Linked DNA regions of Rattus norvegicus: region 1 is linked to region 2. The links are chromatin contacts, called in public Hi-C maps. All regions are on one chromosome and are shown on one strand. Each heading gives the region's core, a stretch centred on a gene start, on an enhancer-like site or on the middle of the called end of the contact. The rest is flanking DNA. Distances are from core to core; before and after follow the strand shown.

Region 1 (4,104 bases), core at 281-2,780, 130 kb after region 2:
TTTACTAAACTCCTGCACAGAACAATGACCATAAAGACCAAACCACTGGATACTTCAGTTACTAAGAGTAGATTTTCATTATTTCCATCACAAAAAAGGTATGTGAGGTAAGAGATGTATTAATTCGATGCACTCATTCTATATCAAAAGCATATATCAGAATGTCACAGCATCCCGTAAATAGGAACAATAATTTGTCAACTTTAAAATTAAGGTTGATACCTAGGAAGCGCAAGGCCCTGGGTTCGATCCCCAGCTCCGAAAAAAAGAACCAAAAAAAAAAAAAATTAAGGTTGAAATGAAAATCTAAAATATCCATGTACCACTTTTAAAACTACGGTTTAGGAACGATTCTATTTCTATGTTTATAATAAGCAGCAAAGGGTAAGATACATTAATATGCATAGGGATCAGAAGGTTTAGTGACTTACAAAGTCACTTGGGAAATCAATCCTGATGAAAAGTTAAACTCTTATCAGGTTCCAGCCTTGAGATAATCAAACCCTCTACATTTTTTGCCCAAAGTTTACCCTGTAGCAAATACAGAATTCAGAAGGGTCAGGCTACGTGCTCTGAATCTACCAGCTACTTCTCTATGGGTCTAGAAAGCTTCACGTTCACAAAGACGGTCCACTCATGTTATTGCTCAGACTACAGATTCCCAGGCCCCATCTCCTCGACCTTCTGATCCAATAGAGCAGATCCAGGCTCAGGGCTCTGCTTAAATTTCCTTAGGAGTTAGACATTACGACTTAACTGGCACACACCAGTAATCCCAGCATTTAGGAGGCTTGAGCTAAATACTGAGACCCTGTCTCATCATCGACAACCTGTCGAGTGCTTATCACTTACCAGGTAGGGACTTGTAGAAGCTGTCAATTGCCAAAGAGTTAATGACACAATCAAATCTAACTCTCCAGGCTTATGAAATGTGTAAGAAAGTCCCCTTGTACCATATTCTCTGAGGTCCTAAAGGCATAAGACTAATAGTAGTCAACGAAGGCTTCTGACCTGCTCACCTTGATGTGACTTGTCTAAGGCAACGGGTGAAAATAAAAACCCCAGAGCGCTGGCTGAGACTTAGTTCCTGGAGTCCCAGAACTTATGCACTAAACAAGGTCCCACCACCCTGGGACTCGAAACTTGAAAACTATAAAAAGAACAAGGGTTTGGCGGTAGTGGGAACTTGCTTGGAATGCAGATCTGTCCCTGTCCCACCTGCAAACCACCCTGTGGCAGCTGACACGGCCATCAGAACTCTGGCCTCTTCCTCGCTAGCAGAAGAGTCAGTTCCGCCCTCAAGGTTAAGGTAAAGTGAAATGGCCTGCTAAGGGGTAGGGCTGGGTTTCCTTTCCCTAATTTAGACCGATACCCTTTCAGTCGGTGGCCTAGGAACAGACCCTCAGGCAGTCCTCACACGCCCACCCCGTTTCTCAGCCAGCACACCAGGAGCTGGGCTCACCGGACCAACCTGGCTGGGCCTGAGAAAAGTTTCCGACTTTCGTTAGCCGCTCAGCTGTCCGGACGCCGGGGAACTTCAGAGTGAGACACCAACTCCTGCAACGCCCAACCACTGGCCTCCGTTACACGTACTTCCTCTTCTGTTACACCCTGCCACCGCTTCCTGTGGGTAGCCGGGAGTCCGGGTCGCCCCGCATCCCTGGCGCCTAAAGGGCCGGATGGAGATGCTGAAGGGAATAAGGTCGGAACTGGGGACAGGAATTGGGGGCTGATGGTGGCCCTGGTGAGGCGGAGGTGGGAATGAAGATGAGCCTCTTAGGCCTAGGTCCTCAGGGCATAAATTCCCGAAACTAGTGCTGGCATCTTTGTTCTCTTGTGCAAAGGGCAACCGCAGTCTCCCGGAACTTCTACTGATTCCGGAGTGGGGAGGACTTGGGTCATGTGTTCAGCTATAGAATTCTCTTGTTACCTCGAAAACCATGAAGAGTCTAAGGTGCACTTTGTTCTCAACGTAGCGTGCCCATCTTTTCTACACATCATTTACGGTGGAACATGAAAGCAGGCCTTATTTGACTGAGTTCCTCAGTGCTAAGTAAACTTTACTTGAGTCCACAGATCTGTCTAAATTTCATTGCAATGCCACCATTTGGGGCAAGTGCTCCGCTTACTTTTTAAGAGGCCATAGCTCCTCTTAGTGGGATTAAATGAGATAACAGTGTCTGGAACACTATATAAATCTAATAATTCAAGATAGCGCAAAGTGCCTTTTCACCCACCTGACCTCCTGACAAGCATCTTTAAAGAAGCCCGGTTAAGCCATGTCTCATAATTTGACAATTCTAACTGTAGCACTGAGTCAACTATTTTCTGCAAATTGTTCTCTAAAATTTACCAAAATATGATCATTGTGGAAATCTCTCAAATAAGCCTGACACTGTCAGGGTACCAATAAATGTTCTTTAAGAAAAATCTCTTTCTGGTCAAAAGAATAAAATCTGCGTCCTGAGTGGAGACCTGGCATTTCTCTTGGTCTGGGTCAATCAGCTGGCCCAAGGGCTACCCTTAGGAAGGTAGGCTTACATTAAGCAACACTAAAGAGATAAGTGCACTAATTAGTCCTTTATGAAATACTGTACTTTCCTTCTCTGATTCCCACCCTCTAGCATTGTCATGCTGGTTCCAAGTCTTCCTGCTTTTCTGAATTATCTAAAACAAAAACTAAAAATGAAACTAAACAACAAAAACTAAATACAACAACCAAGCTAAAAAACCATAGCTTACCTTTCTTGCTGCCTATGCTCTAAGCATGCTTAACACTTCAGGCTTCTGCCAGCATTCTGTGTTTCCTTACTCTTTCTCTAATGCTTCCTTCTCTTTCATGATCGCTGCTTGTCCACTCAGTGTCTGACCTTCATGCCCACTTAAACAGCACCCCTCCCATTCTCTTCCTCTGGGCAGCTGCCTACAGTTTACCTGCCCTCAGATGTTTGGCGTGTTTTTCTTTTAAACTAATAAAATTGTCCTTATCCTTCTATTTGAACTATTCCTAAATTCTTCACTTATGGAACTAACACCTCCAGGAGGCAATCCCAATTCCCCTGGTGTTGGTACTAAATAGCAGTTGGCTGTAGTAAGCCCCGTGTTCTGACCACGGTACCCATATTGCTGGCACTCACAGCATCTATTTTTTGTTACATTTTGTAACATTGAAAGAAAAAATGATTTATCCCAGGACTGAAAGGAGAGCGAGCTGGACTGTAATTTTGACTTTTTTTCTCCATCACCTAGTAATCTTTCCATGTCTGCTTTGGGCTCAGGAACATTTGATACAGCTCCTAAAGGTTGTTATTTCTTTTGTTCTGGTGATTATAGCTTGGAAGGGCAATCGAGATGCCTGGAATGAAGTGTTCCTAAAAGTAGAGGTTAACATCTAGGGAGCCTCCAACAGAATGCTTCAAAAGTCAGTCCATGACCCGTTGGCATCTGAGATAACAACACTTTTTCTTATTTTAAAATTTTTTTAATATTTAAAACAATTTTAAATGTTAATAAATTCTGATCATATTCTTCCTTTCTCCCAAGTCCTTCCCTCATCCTTTCCTCATCCCTTCCCACCCGACTTTAAGTTCTTCCTCAAAAAACAAAAACCCATACAGCAACCCCCACAAGCCAAGAAAACCAAATAAAACAACATACACTCCCAAAATACAAACAAAAACAAACACCCAACTGTAACCGAATAAAAGTAAACAAACAAAAAGCCCTGTGTGGGTCCATTATGCACTGTTCGACTCTTCCTGAACAAGATGCCTGCCCTGGCTGGTTGATATACCTACTGTCACTCCATTGGAGAAGACTGACTTTCTCTCTTCCAGCAGATACAAATGACAATTCACTTGCTAAGCTTTATCCTGGTAGCTAGGATTTATTATTCACTCGCTTATTTAACAAATGATTTGACAAAAGAAAATATAATAAAGCAAAAACTATCAGATCGAAGTTAGACAAGAAAATCCAACAGAAGGAGAAGAGCCTAAGAGAAGGCACAAGAATCAGAGATCTACTGACTCACAGAGTCAGGAGTATCATAATAGCACTAAACCTGAAGCCATGCTGTGTTTGCAGAGGACCTGGTGCAGCTTC
Region 2 (4,024 bases), core at 348-2,847:
TATAAACCTTTCTTTTTGTTTGTTTCCCCATCCTCCACCAAGATTGTCAATACCAGATACCTAGCCCCTCCCATCCTGACCTCACACGATTCCTATTATGCCATGACAGCTGTTATGGGCTTTCACTTCTAGTCTCTCTAGCTCAGGGTGCAGCCTCAGGTTTGGTCCATCTGAATCACCTAGCAGTGTGACATAAGCCTCAGATAGTGAAGCCAAGTCCCTGGACTTTGGTTGGATAAGGGTTGGGGTAAGAGCCAAAAATATTTCTTTCTAATATTTCAAGCTCCCAGACTGTACTCAATGAACGTGCTACCAATGTTTCTAAAATCAGGTAGGAATACCAGAGACGACCAAGAAGTACCTTCTTAATGCCTCAGTGAACCAGCAAAACAAACCAAGAAGCAAACTCTAGGTGATGGGGCTGGCAACTGCCTCTCATTCTTTAAGACAACCTCCACCCCAAAAACTAGGCTTATGCCTTTTCCACCATATGCTGTGATCCCCAGCTTCTTCCAAGCAACAACAGCAACACCACACACATGTCTAAAGCCGCATTGCTTCTTCTGCACATGTATAGTATCCACACTGCAAAGTATTAAACACACTCTGCAACATCTAGGAGGTTCGGTGGCCAGCCAATCTAGCTAAGAGAGCATCTGTAAGATTTTTATCTAAAACACAAGGTGGAGAGACTGATCAAGACACTCAACATGGACCTCTCCCCTCTCTATATGCATGCACACAGCAACGCATTCTCCTGGAAGACTTTAAGAAGGAAGTGAACATGGGTTAAGGTCATTAGGGAACTTAGAAATTGGGGACTCTGCCAAGACTTCTTATATAGGAAATGTCTATCATAAATGATGTTGTAGCACAAAGAAACGTTTCCCCTAAATCTGAGCCCTAACTGTTAGAATTGGGGTTCATCAATCCTATCCTTCAAACCCCTCAGCTATACCTTGACTTTAGTGTCCCCAAGCCGGCCCTCATCTACCTTCCAATGTCTACTCATCCTCCATGTTGGTTAAAATCAGTGTCAGGATGAGAGAAGTGGCTGCTGCCATGAGCTGTGGAAGGGGGATGGAGCCAGGCAGGGCTCAGCTCACGGCTAGTGTCAGGTTCCTCTCAGCTTCACCTGGTCTATCTTTCCACTTAGCTCCACAAGTCTTGCTTGATGGACGAGAAACCAGAGGCCCAAAGGAATGAATCAAGTCTACTAGACACAGACATAGGAAGTGTTTATCAGGGAAGGTTCCGGGCACATCAGCCTATAGTTGCTGTGCCTAATGTGCCCCAGCACAGACATGATTCAACCCAACACAAAGTCAAAACGTAAAACATCGAGGTTCCTGTTGCTTTCCTTCCGTAACTCCATTGCCCAGTTCTCAAGCACCAACTTTATAGAGAATGTTGTATTACAACGTTAGGTCTAAGCCAGTTGACAATAAACCTCCACTTTGCTTTAAGCTCCAGGACGCTGTGGTCCAAAGTTCCTACCTCCCTCCATCCTCACCTTGTGTCACCCCACCAAGCTCACCTTCTTTTCCATTTTCACTCATGTCTATAAAGTCTAAATCCTTATGCCCCCCTGGAGTGTCCTCATCATTCAGAGAGCAGAAGCTTGTTCCACCGCCCCCCTCCTCTCCCTTTTAAGCACAAGGTGGCTCTCAGGGTAATGAGTTCCATCTTTCTCCCTTCTGGAGCCATCTGCCCAGCAGCTCCCTGTTACCTAAAATGGCCTTGGCATCATTACAGAGAGCTGGCTCCATGGCGTTTCCTGCTGAAGCAAATCTGAAGTGTATTGGCATCAGCTGAAGTGTTCACGAGCTGTGAGGGCCCCTGCTCTTCGAAGGAGCCTAAAGCCAGGGCCTGTGTGCACAGGCAAGTCCTCACCGACAATGGAGAGCCACCAGAGGGAGAGGGGCCTGCTCAAAGCCTTTGGTGCCTCCCCATTTCTGAGGAGGCCATGTTTGAAAGTAGGCTGAAGTGGGGTTTAATCAGGACAGGAGGGACTACTGCATAAAGAGACCTGGGGCAGAGCTCCAGGATCCCAGGCACCATCCCCTAGAGCCCAGGACTTAGGGCCTCCTGCCTGTGAGGTTTTGGCAAGTGTCCCCTTTCTCCTTACTAAAGACAGAGGCCAGTAAATCCATACCCCAGGTGGTGCGAAGACTAAATGGGGGATGGGCATGTGCTGATATGATGGGCAGGTGGGGTTATGTGAAACGTCTCAACTGTGCCTGAGCTTTCTGTGACTGTTCAGGAACAGATGAGGACCCAAAGTAGCCTATCCTTCCAGAATACCCACGCCCTGTTCTCAGACTTTAAAAGAAAAGTGATCCAGGTGAGGAGGTGGCACATGCATTTAATCCCAGAACTTGGGAAGCAGAGACAGGAGGGCCTCCCTGAGTTCAAGTACAGCCTGGTTTACATAGTGAGACCCTGTCTCAAAAAATATGTCTGGCCCACAGCCAGGTGCTGGTGTAGTAGGTCTAGGGGGCCCCAGGACTCTGGGCTGCTACCGCCCACTCCTCCTTTCACCACATGACAGCTTTCCCCCCTCATTAGGCCTTCCTTTTTTTTTTTTTCTTTTTTTCAGAGCTGAGGACCGAACCCAGGGCCTTGCGCTTGCTAGGCAAGCGCTCTACCACTGAGCTAAATCCCCAACCCCAGGCCTTTCATTTTTAAAACAGAGCCAAGCAACTGTGAATTAAATAAAGCCTTCAAAACCATGCATGGAGATAAACCTTCTGTCTTTCCAAAGTTGTTTGCCTAAAGTTTCAAAATATTAATGGATGTTAATACCTTGTAAGTAAATGGATGAGTGGGTAGGTGGGTGGATGAGTGGGTGAGTAGCTGGGTGGGTAGGTGGGTGGGTGAATGGCTGGGTGGGTGGGTGAATGGCTGGGTGGGTGAGTGGGTGAGTAGCTGGCTGGGTGGGTGGGTGAATGGCCGGCTGGGTGGGTGGGTGGGTGGGTGAGTGGATACCCTAAGGCATCAACTAAGGTCTGGCTGTATGTAGGCTTCTCTGCTCTCTGGTTCCAAGACAAACAGAGAGGGATCTTGATTATCACTTGTTTATACTACAGTATATTGAGTTTTAATTTTTTTGTTTATTTATTTATTTTATGTATGAATGCTCTGCTGTATGTATACCTGCATGGCAGAAAAGGGCATCAGATCCTTCTATAGGTCATGAACCACCCATGGTTGCTGGGAATTGAACTCAGGACCTCTGGAAGAGCAGCCAGTGCTATTAACCATTGAGCCATCTCTCCAGCCCACATTATATTGATTAATATGTGAAGATGATAACTTTAAAATTAAACGATTGTATGCCCTTGGTGAATGTTGGCAGCAGAAGGAAGAGTTTCCTAGAGAAAAATCCCTTGTTTATAACCTGCCACAAATGGCTGTCTTGGAGCTGCCTCTTTGGGACATCATTTCCAGCCATTCAGACATAACCCGAATTTGCCAACAGGGGGCGCTAAATCCTTATTTTTTTGCTATTCATGGAATTTGTGGCAGTCAGTGTAGGTCCCAAAAGGCTGCAGTAGGAATGAAGAAAGGCCAGGTGCAAGCCATCACCCTTCAGCCCCCAGTGTATGGTAGGTGACAGCAGAAGGGCTAGAATTTAGAGGTGCTGCCAGGCCACCCCAGCTTCTAACTTCCTGCATCCCCTGATGGCTCAGAGTCTGGATTTTCAAGGTGGAACACAGTACCTTGGCTAGTCTTATACATAGAACACATCCCTAGTGCGATTAGAAACCAGACTCACCAACCACTGCGTACCCCACCCCTTTCCTCAGAGTTCTGCTCCAAAACCAAACAAGATTCCATGAGCAGCATCTGACTTGGCTAGCTTTAGAAGGCCCTGCATTTGAAGGTGGGGACAGCAGAGGTAGGCTACAGTAGCTGAGGAGGGGAGACTCCTCCTCCCAGCTGCTCCCACTCCCAGCATCCTTCAGAGAGCAACATGGTAGGTCTGGAGACAGAGGTTCGGGCTAAAGCCTGCCAGGAACAT

The links. Hi-C and Micro-C count contacts between places; a contact is called where the count stands out from the background.
Region 1: a Hi-C map of liver shows a contact between it and region 2, with 6 times the contacts expected there. The contact joins the promoter of Alkbh3 here to the promoter of Accsl in region 2. A contact is called at or near these places in 12 of 12 Hi-C or Micro-C datasets (the A7r5 cell line, the Rat2 cell line, Schwann cells and 7 more) and 1 of 1 datasets of contacts at active chromatin or transcription factors (oligodendrocytes).

Annotation. Positions count from the first base shown.
Region 1 is chr3:100,425,751-100,429,854 of GRCr8, forward strand. Alkbh3 (alkB homolog 3, alpha-ketoglutarate-dependent dioxygenase) reads right to left here and starts at 1,531. Exons shown (of 10, transcript NM_001014180.1): 1 at 1,472-1,531.
Region 2 is chr3:100,294,917-100,298,940 of GRCr8, forward strand. Accsl (1-aminocyclopropane-1-carboxylate synthase-like) reads right to left here and starts at 1,598. Exons shown (of 15, transcript NM_001109594.1): 1 at 1,538-1,598. The coding sequence starts at 1,559.